Regions from separate parts of the Mus musculus genome. Here region 1 is linked to region 2. A link is a contact called in public Hi-C data. All regions are on one chromosome and are shown on one strand. Each heading gives the region's core, a stretch centred on a gene start, on an enhancer-like site or on the middle of the called end of the contact. The rest is flanking DNA. Distances are from core to core; before and after follow the strand shown. Region 1 holds the start of Synm (synemin, intermediate filament protein). Region 2 overlaps Ttc23 (tetratricopeptide repeat domain 23).

Region 1 (6,365 bases), core at 1,638-4,137, 71 kb before region 2:
GAATATTCTTGTGGCTTTTTGAGGACTTGGACATTAGTGTATGGTTGCAGTTGATGAATAGGTATAGCATGGTATGAATTCTTGTTAATATTTTTGTTTATCAAGCAAGGCCAAATAGTGATGAATCTCCATTCTGAACTTCTTCGCTGGCCTGGATAATAGTTCTGAGATACTGAAAAAGGTGTTACCCTATTCCCAGTCCAATAGATACATCATAACACACTGCTAAGTTTAACCTGTAGTCTTTTGTTGTTGTTGTTGTTGTTTGATTGTTTTTTTGAGACAGGGTTTCACTGTGTAGCCCTGGCTGTCCTGGAACTCAGTCTCTAGACCAGGCTGGAACTCAGAGATCTACCTGCCTCTGCCTACCCAGTGTTGGGACTAAAGGTGTGCACTGTTGCAGCCACCACCTGGCTAACCCATCGTCTTAACAGATGCACACCAAAGGGAAGACTAAGGCTAGACAATCCACAAAGCAAGGTCCCAGCCAAAGATAACAAATCACTGGCTGATTTCTATAGTGCAAATATTCAACACCCTGACATGACATTCATGAACATTAACTATGTAGAATTTCAAGAACAGATAAGAAAATGCAGTTGAGTGATTAGGACATGTTACATTTTGAGTATTTATCTCCCTCTTGTTGTATTGTGAATTATAAGCTTGTATACTTATTTTCCACAGTAGCTGTGTTGACCCCATGGTTCACATGTAACAACTGGCAGCCTCACACAGCAGGAGACCTATCCCATACACCACTGCCAGGCTTCTGCAGTGGGAGACCCTGGCAGGAGAGCAGCAGGAAAGAGAGGTTGGGCTCACCTTCTCCCTTCTAGGGTATATTCTGCAGCTCTCCTCTGTCCAGAGGCCGTATCTCAGAACTCCAGGCTCCGCTAGCACTTGGGCACAAAGGCTCTTGGTTTGCTACTCCCTAGGTCACTGGTGCTTCTCCACCCCCACATCCTTCGCAAATAGCCCTCTCCTCCCTCCCACTTGGTTAGGCTCTTCTTTTTGAATGTGCAGCCTTTGCCTGCTCAGGTTGGCTCCCCTGGTCACCTCTAATATGCTCACTTCTTCCCACACTTCACAGTCATATATTTAAGGACACTAGCCCATGTCTCCGAATCTCAGTTCTGAGGATTAAGTCTGATCAGTGGGATATTGTTTTGCAATAGTAAGCAGTAGCACAAGTTTTTGACTTTGTCTTTCTTCTGCTAAGCTATGCCCCCAGAGCAGTCATCTCCTGAGAGATGGGTTTACAGCAGAAGTGAGGAGAAGTTTTGAGTTTTACAATTCAACACTCGGGGTGGGGGTGGGGGGAAGCAAGAAAAACCCAAGGAGTCAGAGCAAAGCAACCTCTTAATTGGGGCCAATGATGTGTGATGGCTCCCTACCTCTAGACAGAACTGGAAGTCTGGACATTCAATATGATGAGAGTTAACGGTTCCAGCTGAGTCCAGGTGACTCTGTAGCTGCCCTGTGAGGGTCGGCTGTTGTGGGGTGGTCAAGGCCAGGGCGCTCAGGATGAGTAATCTAGAAGGTTGAGTGATGATCACCAAGGACCAAAGTGTTGATGTGCCCCTGTGGATGGGAGAACGGAAGAACAGAGTCCAGGGCTCCCAGGCCAATGCCTTGGTGCTGAATACCCCCCACCCCCCTACTTAGGGCCACCTGTGCCTATTCCTGCGCTCTGTAATGCTACTGACTCTGGCTACCATCCTTTGTAACTGTCGTGTAATGCAATGAGATGCAAGTATGCACAAACTGAGAGAGCTGTGGTTTCTATGGCAATTAAACTAAGTGCTTTAAGGGCACACTGCTGAAAGAAGAGACAGCGGCCCCCCTCCCAGGCTGTCATAATGGGGGTGTGTATAAGGCAGTTGCAAAAGTCTGGAGAGATGGTAGGTGTCTAGAATGTTCTGTGCTCAGAGCACTTCAAAGTCTTTCTAGGTTCTTTCTCCACCAGAATGATGCTAATATTGCAAAGCATAAAGTCCCATGAAGGTGGTTTGTGCAAGTAAGAAGGTAACAGCGTTTCCCACTCTGCGTGGAAAGGAAATCTTACCTAAACATATAATATTGGCAAATGGAGATGCATTCATGCCAGAAGTTAAAAATGTATATGTAGGGCTGAAGACATGACTCAGTGGTTAGGGGCACTGGCAGCAGAGCATGTGGTTTCAATTCTCAGTACCCACATTTTGGCTAACAACTGCCTTTAACTCCAGTTTCACGGGGATTTGACGCCCTCTTCTGGCGTCTGTGTGCACCGTCGTGGTACAAATACATGCAGGCAAAACACTCACACACATAAAAAATAAAAGCAAAATTACTGAAATGGTCTTAGTTTAAAAAACATAACAGGTATATGTGTATATACGGATGTGCAATATACATGCGCAAAGTTGTTTTGTGGTGGTGGATATTGATATCCAGGCCTGGCATATTCTTTATCTGGCAAGCTCTTTATTGTTGAACTATAACTCTAGTTTAAAGAATACACCTCCTGCCCCTCATCTCCAGAGCAACCAATTAGAAGCTTCCTCTACGAAAAGGATCTCTCATTTAATGGCAACTATTTTTCATTAAAGAAAGCTGGGACTCAGGGGTGCCTTAGTTGCGCCCTAGGAGTAGCAACGGGGAGCCTCATAAGGTGTCCCAGATAGCCAGCACGCAGTAATCCGACAACCCACGTGGGATTACCCTGGGCCACCAGGGGGGCCAGTGCTGGGCAGCCTCGCCATGGCCCGATCTGTCCGGCAGGGGGCGCTGTCCGGCCGCAGTGGCCGCGCGGGCCGCGTCCTGATTGGCTGGAGGCGATGGCCCAAGTCCACAGCCGCGCGACCGGGCCACTAAGTGGGGAAGCTCGCCAGTCGGTGCGCCAGTCCAAGGGCCTCCGAGGCAGCGGCGCGGCGGGCGCGGCGCGGCGGGGCGGAGGGGACAAGATCAGGGCAGGAGGCAAGCGGCTAATCGAAAGGGTCCGGCACACCCAGCAAGATGCTGTCCTGGCGGCTGCAGACGGGCTCTGAAAAGGCGGAGCTGCAGGAGCTCAACGCCCGGCTTTACGACTACGTGTGCCGGGTGCGAGAGCTGGAGCGCGAGAACCTGCTACTGGAGGAGGAGTTGCGCAGCCGGCTGAGCCGGGAGGACCGCTGGGCTGAGGATCAGGCACTCTACGCCGAGGAGGCGCGCAGCCTACGACAGCAGCTAGATGAACTGAACTGGTCCACAGCCCTGGCCGAGGGCGAGCGCGACGCGCTGCGGAGGGAACTGCTGGAGCTGCAGCGGGAGGGTGTGGAAGCCGGCACTGCCCGCAGCCGCCTGGATGCCGAGCTGGGAGCGCAACGGCGGGAGCTAGAGGAGGCTCTGGGCGCGCGCGCCGCCCTCGAGGCGCTGCTGGGCCGGCTGGAAACTGAGCGCCGCGACTTGGACGCTGCCCACGAACGCCAAGTGCGAGATCTACGAGCCCGCGCTGCCAGCCTCACCATGCACTTCCGAGCCCGCGCCACCAGCCCCGCCGCGCCCCCGCCGCGCCTGCGGGACGTGCACGACAGCTACGCCCTGCTGGTGGCCGAGTCGTGGAGGGAGAGCGTGCAGCTGTACGAGGACGAGGTGCGCGAGCTGGAGCAGGCGCTGCGCCGCGGCCAAGAGAGCCGGCTCCAGGCGGAGGACGAGGCGCGGCTGTGCGCGCAGGAGGCAGACGCGCTGCGGAACCAGGCGCTGGAGTTGGAGCAGCTGCGCGCGAGGCTGGAGGATGAGCTGCTGCGGATGCGCGAGGAGTACGGGATGCAGGCGGAGGAGCGGCAGGTCCGTGGGCAGGGACCGCGCCCCTTCCCTAATAGCCTGTACACGCACCCCTGTGCACCCAGTAGGCGAGCAGCAGGGGTTCCCGGGACACCCAGCTGGTTCAGCCCCACCCAGGGAAGCGTACGCTGCCAGCAGCTTTGCTATTTATGAAGCGACGGGATTCTGGCATATAGCTAGTCTAAGAATAAGGGGTTGGTGCAATGATCCTTAAATCGGAGGACTGACGCCATGTGACAGGTCCCGGTGGCTAGCCTAGTGCCCATCATCCTGTTAGTTGGATTACCTTTAGATCCAGACGTGTCTAGGCACATCCTGATCAACGATCCTGTTAGTTCTGTTTTTGTTCTCTCCTCTCCTCTCCTCTCCTCTCCTCTCCTCTCCTCTCCTCTCCTCTCCTCTCCTCTCTTCTTTTCTTTTTCTTTTTCCTGCGCTTTTGTAGAGCTTGTAGCCTGAAATCCAAAACTCAGCCCAGACTTCAGACCTGGATAGGCAACACATTGAGAGGTTGCAAGGCACTGCCAAGTCCTCCCCAGGAGGCTCACCATGCTTAAAGAGGGCTCCAAGCACCTTTTTGTTTTGTTTTGTTTTGTTTTGTTTTTGTTTGCCAGAATGATTTCCCAGCTGGAGACAGCTGCTTGTAGCTCCTCGAGCAGATGTCTTATTTTTCTGGTTTTTGTTTCTTCCCGCGAGAGGACTAAGTAACTGTCATACAGAAAAAGGGTCAGAGTTGTTTTGCTCACAGTACGAGCTGAGGGCAGATCTCTGGGTTGTGTAAAAACCAGGAGAAAGCAGGACCCTGTGGTGAGATGTTATTACAACTACAGACTAATATAAACGGTTCTTATGTCAGAGCAGCTGAGCTCTAACCCTCTGACGATGTGTGCGGATACCTGTGGCTGATTTATTCTCTGGACGCTCAGTTTGGCCCTAGTGTTTGGCTCCCAACCTAGCTCACTCCCAGCCAGAATTGGAATTACTCCCAAATCACACGATGAGGGGCTCTCAGGAAGTTGGTCTGGAGTAAGATGAGCACAACTTCAAGAAATATTTGAAGAGAAGAGTTTGCAGCTAGGAGCTGAAGGTTGGAGATGTTGTGATGTCATTTTCTAAAATGTGTGGAGTGGATGACTGGGGTGATGTGACCAGCAGCTGGTAGTCAGCATCTCTTTTTTTTTTTTTTTTTTTTTTTTTTTCTGGTTCCCCAGCGATGGGCTAGGATTTTGGTAGCCAAAGAGCTGGAGAGTGGGTGGGAGATCATGGACCTTGAAGAAGCTCTGGCTTTAAGGTTCTTATAACAGCCTAACCTTTTCCCACTAATAAAATCTTCAGGAGCAAATCTGAGACAGAGAAGCAGAGTTCCCCAAATGGAGGAAAGACTAGGAATTGGAAGTATGTATAGAATCACTGTCCAGCCCTTCCACAAGGACTCCAGACCACTAATGAAGTCGTACCTGAGGTCACACCTGACTTGCAATAGGACCCCACCCTTGGCTCCCCACCCTGGGATCTCTCTGTTTCAGAGTTGGCTTTTCCCCCCTGGAAACAAGAGCAGGACAGTGTGAAGGACCTGGATTTCTTCTTCAGTCTCAATTTGTTTAGGTTTTTGCCTTTGCTAAATGTTACCAGCTGCAATCTTACCTGTATTGTAACTCTTTGCCCAGCTATCTTAAAGCAACTGCATTTCAGATTCCATTCTGAAACATTTCTCCCCAATCATAAACAGTGTTCCGAATTATATGAAGGAGAAAATATTGTTTCAACCCCAAGCCTTTACCATTCCCCTCCCCCCACCCCAAGTTTCTTAGATGCTCAGTCTGGAGGACTGAAAATATAAAGACTGGCTAAGCTGACTTTCTGTAGAAACGTTGCACTGCTAACAGCCTTGGGAGGCATCAGGCCTAGTCCATGTGTTCACTCTTAGTCCGCACACCAATCTCAGAAGGTGGATACTAACATGAGCCCTGTTTTACAGATGGTAAAGACGAGGGTGAGCCATCAGTCTATAAGTGGCCAAAACAGAGTTCCATCCAGGCTCATGTGAGCAGCTCACTGCTGGGCCATGCGTCCTCTCTTAAACCTTTAACTTTGCACAGGTCCAGTGATAACTGCTTTTTCTAAGGGCTAGCCCAGAGATAGCCTGCTCTCATGGAACCCGAGGGTGTTTTCAGACCCTTCATGGTGTATTATTCTAGCTTGTATTTTTATTTATTTATTTATTTATTTATTTATTGGCTTTTTTTTTCTGTATCCTAGTGGCAGGGGATGTTAGAAGACCTGCAAGGGGCCTGAGAAAGGCCTTGAAGATGTTGTCATTTACTCCAGCTTTACCCTAGAAACACTGACTTTGTTCTGCGATGGAGACTCTTAGCTGCCAGCTCCAACCATTTGTGAACGATTCCAAAACACTAAGGAGACATTTCTTTTGAAAAGAAGGCAGACAGGATTAGCTGTGTAGTTAAGCTCAGCATTCTTGTAGCCTTCCTATTTGGGGCTGAATTCTGACTCTCACTCTATCTCAGAGTATAAGATTTCTTCAAGATTAAGCTCATTAACCC
Region 2 (6,206 bases), core at 995-3,494:
CACACACACGTGCACATGCATGCATGCACAAACACATACTTGCCTTCATTTCCCAGGCGACTCCAGCCTGCTGGTGGGTAGTTACACAGCCATTTTTTTTTTTTAAATAACAACTGAAGTTAAGGATTATAAACGGCCTATCCCATTTGTTTTCGTTTCTGTAGATTGTTCTTGTCTTTTGTCCCTGTATCTCTGAGTTATCTTTTTCATCCAGGTTGCGTAAGACTAGTTTCCCTTTGATGGCTTTTAACTTTATAAACACGGTCACAGAGTCACACTCTCATTTTTCATGCCATCAAATATCCCTTCCTTCTGCTCTCCTCCTCGTCTCCTTTACTCTGACTCCTAATCGACATCCACCGGCAGATATACAGAGGAAGAAGTTCAATCAGCGTCAACACTGGGCACCTTCGGGCAGATAAAGTGTCAGTATTCTGACAAAACGAAGATATTCTAAAGAGACTATTGAGCCCCTCCCTTTGGCTACCAGACTATTGAAACCAAGGACTTGCCCCAAGAATCTCATGCTGAAAGAAGGAAAAGGGTAGAGCTCTGGTGCCAGCCAGAGGGGATCTTCTCCCTTGGAAAGAGATTTGCAAGTTGTCAGACAACCTTGCAGGAGAGACCAGAGCCAAGACATCGATGACCTTGACCAGGGATGCTCAGTGGTGCAGAGGGCTTGCTTTCCAACGAAACCCAGCCCCAATCTGAGGACCTTGAGGATGGCCTTCAGCCACGGCTGTCACTGGACCTCTTCTTTTCCCTATGTGGTCACACTGGTAAGGTCTCCGTTTTCTGCTGTTCACTGTTAGCCTTCACTGGACTATTGAGAACAATGGGGTGGCCGAGCCAGGCTTGCTAGGGGGCGGTCAGGAGGCAGGCTCTCTCGGTTTGCCTTAAGAGCAACAGCAATCATCTGTACGGTGCCCAGACTGATGTCATACTTAGAATTTTGTGTAAAGAATAAAGCCTTCATTAGTGTCTTAGTCAGGGTTTCTATTCCTGAACAAACATCATGACCAAGAAGCAAGTTGGGGAGGAAAGGGTTTATTCAGCTTACACTTCCATACTGCTGTTCATCACCAAAGGAAGTCAGGACTGGAACTCAAGCAGGTCAGAAAGCAGGAGCTGATGCAGAGGCCATGGAGGGATGTTCTTTACTGGCTTGCCTCCCATGGCTTGCTCAGCCTGCTCTCTTATAGAACCAAGACTACCAGCCCAGAGATGGTCCCACCCACAAGGACCCTTGATCACTAATTGAGAAAAGGCCTTACAGTTGGATCTCATGGAGGCATTTCCTCAACTGAAGCTCCTTTCTCTGTGATAACTCCAGCTGTGTCAAGTTGACACAAAACTAGCCAGTACAATTAGCTTCTCAAGAGATCTGAAAATTTTAGCACAAGTCTTATTTGGATTATTTCTAATAAAATGAATTATGCCTGTGGTAGAGCCACAGCAGATGCTCAGGTGGTGAGAAGCGCCACTACCCACAGAGCACCTGGAGCAGGTCTGAGCAGCCAGCTGTCAGTGAGTGCCCTTAGCTGGTGTGGACCGAAGCCACATCTTCTGGTTCTACCACCTTTTGTAGAGTACAAATGCTCTGATTTCATGAACCTTTGCTAATCAAAGGTCCCTACTTTTGCAGCTGAGATGCTCTGAAAACTGAACAAGAGAAATGTGCCACTCAAGTGTCAGAGAAGTGAAGAGTGATTCCGCCAGCAGAGCTGGGGTCTTCACGGCCTGCAAACAGAACAAAGCAGCTGTACCCACAGCAAGGAAATCTTGTGACTTTTTAGTTTAGATAATAAGGTGTGATTACTAACATCTCTCAATGTGGAGTTTCACAAACAGGAACATTTGCCTGGCTTTCCCACAATCCCAGCAGGCAGGCAGGCAGGCAGCACTTCTTTTAAGTTCCTGGAACTTTTCTTGTGCAGTGGCTCTGTTGGGCTTCCTTTATTTTTTTCCATCTTAATGGGCTACTTCTTAAAATACTGTGGAACTTTTCTGCATTCTACTGAAACTAAAACGTCTTTTCCTCTGTGTGTATTTTTCTCACTCCAAAGGGATGAAAGAAAACCAACTGTGAAGATAACAAACCCCCATTTGTGTATATTTAGTAAATGCCTACTACCCACGGTTTCCTTGGAGACCTATGGCCACTCTGTACCCTTCCATTCCTCAGGTAAATCTCAAGAAAAGGGAACAGTGATAAGTAGTTAATAATTACTATAAATAAGTAAAAGCCGTTTACCCTGGCAGTGGGCCTGGAGTTCACAAAGCACTTAGTATTTTGGAACCTGGAGGAGTTCTGCTAAGTGGAAAGTGTCTTTGTAGATTTGTTGTTGTTACAGGGGCTGGGTGACTAGTCTATAATCAAAGAGTACTAAACAGAGAGTCTGGACTCCAAGCCTGGTTTTCTGACTTCAAATTCAATGCTATTTTTGCTTTGCCAAATCTCTCCTGGATTTAAAACACTCTTTAATCTTTATTAGCCTTAGGAATAAATAAAAATAATAGTTAACTATCAAAATTGCCAAGTACTCTAAAAGCAAGTGAATTCTTCTATAACCCAGGGAAGAAAGACTTTTAACTTAAATTCTAAATCTAAGTGCAACAAAAGATAAAAATTGGAACATATGGAGACAAATGAATCAGAAAAAAATCACCAAGAAGCTCAGCATGGTTGCAATACACAGACAATCATTAAAAAGCATTTATTTTTCTTTATTATCAGTGAATACTCAGAAAAAGAAGCTAAGGAAACCATTCCTCCTATAATAGGCATCACATGTAACAAACATGTCTGACAAGATGGCTCAGCACATAAAAGCATTTGCCAAGCAAGTCTTAGATCCTGAGTTCGGTCCCAGAAACCCAGAACCCAGCGAGGAAGAAGAGAACCACGTTTTAATGTGTGTGGCTGTACTCACACATATACCTCTCTGTCTCTGTCTCTGTCTCTGTCTCTGTCTCTGTCTCTGTCTCTCTCTCTCTCACACACACACACAAATGATTATGAATAAAAATGCAATGCCTTTCAAAATTCCAGCACAATTACTTGTGGGGAAGAGGTGCAGAGATTGACAAGCTGATCCTAAAATTCCTAGGAGAACACGAGGAGTTTACAAGAGTTAAAACATTCTTGGAAAAGAATAACAAAGTAAGAAGATCAGTTACTGATTTCAAAACTTAGATCCATAGAATAGAGTTGATAGTCTAGAAATAAGCCCTGTTACTTATGGTCATTTGATTGTGACGGTCATGCTGAGGTAATTCCATAGTGAGTGTATAAGCTTCTCAATAAACGGTATGCTGAGATAACCAGATAGCCAAATGCAAAGAGGGAAGTTGATCCTTTACGAAGGACCACACAAAAAAATTCAAAGGCCTTGTATGTCAGAACTAAAATCCATGAACTGTTTTAAGGAAACATAGATACAATTCTTTGTGAACTTAGATTATCCTGTGGTTTCTTAGATGTGAAGCTAAAAGAAAAAAGAAAGAGAAATAGACAAATTAGACTTAGTTAGAAGTAAAAGCTTTTGCACTTGGAAGGACACCATCAGGACAGTGGCTGGAGGCAATCATTAGCTTCATGCCTCTGGTGGGCATTTAGGCTCTGGCACCAGGAAATGAAAACAACTCCCAGAGAAGAACGGAGAGACAAAGAACTGTCTAAAATGGGCACGAGATTCGAATCAACATATTTCAGTAAATGTATAAAAATGGCCAACAAGCATACAAAGGTACACAACTAGTAATGAGAGAAACTAAAACTTAATTCAAACATCACATTACTTGATAAAACAGCTGCAGTTAAAAATACAGACAAGACGCGCTGGTGAGGACACGGAGGGACCCTAATGTTGGAGCACCTCATTGGTAAGAACATGAAGACTGAGGTAACTTTGGAAAACAGCCCAGTGGCTCCTCAAAGCTTAGATGCCACTCAGTGGTTACTCTTAGTCTTACACCCAAGTGAAACAAAAATGTATGTTCATAGAAAGCTTGAGTATAAATTCTTATGCAGCACCAAAGCAGAAACAGCCCAAATGTCTGTCAAATGGTAAATTGATAAAAATCTAGTATGTCTATATAGTGAAATACATGAAAAGAACTGAAATAAAAACAAATGCCTAGCCAGTGAATATATTAACTCAGATGCCATAGGCCGTACATTGTCAGATTCTGTTTATATAAAGTGTCCCGACAGGCAAATCCACACAGACAGTAACCTGACAGCTGTCAGGAGAAGGGACTGGGAAATGACAGCTAATGGCTTCATTGTTTTTCAAAAACAATGCAATTAGATAACAGTTGCAAAAACTTATAAATATAACACTTTAAGAGAATAGGTTTAATGTTGTATAAATGAGCTCAGTAAGAAATGAGAAAAATTAAAAAACAAATGACAATTTGGGTGAAAATATTTACAATATGTATCATGGATACCAGGATCAATATTGTTAATACATAAAGAGCCTTTAACAGCTATTAAAAGGTAGATCAAAAATCCTATTTATAAATTGGCAAATGATATGAGTAAGTCACACAAAAAGACAATTCACAGAAAGACTTAGAGTGCCTTTAACATGTGAAAAGATGTTCAACTTTAAAAATAGAAATGCAAATTTAAGCTATATTGAAATGTCATTTCTCACCCATCAGATTGGAACTAACTTGAAAGCTCGACAATACGCTTTGCTGAAACAGGCTATGGACAAACTGGTGCTCTTATACACATAAGTACAAGTTACGAACAGTATGTGTCTCTGAAAGGCAACTCAGAAGTATAGTAAAAATGAGAGAAAAATAGCAATGCATTTTGCAATAATATAAAGTCACCTCAAGCATACTATACTTTACCGAGTAGTCTCACTCTCTGGTGGTTGGAATGTGAATGGCCCCCATAGGCCTATATATTTGATCAGGTCCCCAGCTGTGGAACTGTTTGGGAAGGATTAGGAGGCGTGGCCTTGGTGGAAGAGCTGTGTTACTGGGAGTGGGTCTGAGGTTTCAAAGGCCCACACCATTCCCAGTTAGCTCTTGCTGCCTCATGCTTGTGAATTATATATATATTTGTTACCTATTTGCTGGGGATGAAGTGGGAGCTATTCCTAACAGCAGAATGTCAACTGATCAATGCAGTAGGAATGATAGACTAGAAAACCAGAATTTTACCACTCTCACGGTTAAGAATCTGTAAGGAAAGCGTTATCAATAGATATTAAATTTAGAAGTATTTGACAGGGAGCAGACTATAGAATGCTAATTAGGTGAATGTGAGGAAATAGTTGTTACACAGTAGAGAAACTGTGTGGCATCATGACAGGGTGATGAATGTCTTCAATGCAGCACAGATGGGCACTATGCCTCTAGATGCCATACATATCCTTCATATAGTGTTCTATCTAGGCACACATTACTTAGATCTAGCCACGAAAAACACTCAGACAAACACAAACTGAGAAACAGTCTACAAAAAGCTGTCACGTATGTATGTGTACATATATATTTAAATTTTAATGTCATAAAAAGCAGTCTAGTGAAAAACGATTCCAAACTAAAGACCAGAGTTGTGATACCCAATGCCATACAGGATCTGTACTGGATCTGTATCGGATGGAAACTCATGGAGGGCAATAAAGATAATCAACAAGGCGGAAGGTGACCCCGTGCCAATATTAAACTTCCCACAATTCAGACACACACAAAAATATCTGGGTATAACGAAATGTGAAATTTTCCAAATGCTTTAAAATTTTATTAAATTTTGATAAAACCGTGTGCATGTTTAAGTGTATGGGCACGCACATGCCACAGCCTGCCAGAGGAAAAATTGTGGAGGTGGCTTCCAGGTATTGAACTTAGGTATTCATGCTTGGCAGCAGGCACTTTTATCTGCCGAGCCATCTCCCTGACCCCTTTAAAGTATGCAGTTATCCTTTTGAATGAAATACACATACACACACACACACACACACACACACACACACACACGTGGAAGCGAATACAGAAAATTCTATAATTGGTGAATATGGGTCTCACAAGCAAGAGGCACTAGCTAATTTGTTTCCCACTCACATCTGAGAAATGGGTCTCCCGAGTGAGAAACCCTGACATGCTGGGAGTTCATACATGACTCCCTTTCCTGGTACATGCTTTTATATATGTACATCTTTGTAAGCCAGAGGTTCTAATAG

The links. A called contact is a pair of places that touch in the nucleus more often than the background predicts.
Region 1: a Hi-C map of Sertoli cells shows a contact between it and region 2, with 5 times the contacts expected there. The contact joins the promoter of Synm here to the enhancer-like site in region 2. A contact is called at or near these places in 21 of 39 promoter capture datasets (the 3T3-L1 cell line, 3T3-L1-derived adipocytes, cancer-associated fibroblasts and 13 more), 5 of 15 datasets of contacts at CTCF or cohesin (CD8 T cells, the NIH/3T3 cell line, embryonic stem cells and 1 more), 240 of 484 Hi-C or Micro-C datasets (the 3T3-L1 cell line, 3T3-L1-derived adipocytes, the 4T1 cell line and 120 more), 48 of 115 datasets of contacts at active chromatin or transcription factors (CD8 T cells, the NIH/3T3 cell line, PVALB interneurons and 32 more) and 5 of 9 other capture datasets (adipose tissue, embryonic stem cells, embryonic tail and 2 more).

Annotation. Positions count from the first base shown.
Region 1 is chr7:67,756,264-67,762,628 of GRCm38.p6, reverse strand. Synm (synemin, intermediate filament protein) reads left to right here and starts at 2,887. Exons shown (of 5, transcript NM_207663.3): 1 at 2,887-3,810. The coding sequence starts at 3,001.
Region 2 is chr7:67,684,484-67,690,689 of GRCm38.p6, reverse strand. The region is part of intron 6 of Ttc23 (tetratricopeptide repeat domain 23); the gene reads right to left. Among named protein-coding and RNA genes, the nearest start is that of Gm34140, 30 kb to the left of the region's middle. Within about 2 kb of position 2,244, at least 12 of the 459 cell types and tissues checked have an H3K27ac peak or open chromatin away from gene starts, as enhancers often do. A contact at or near this core is called in Sertoli cells, astrocytes, extraembryonic ectoderm and 1 more, where this site is marked.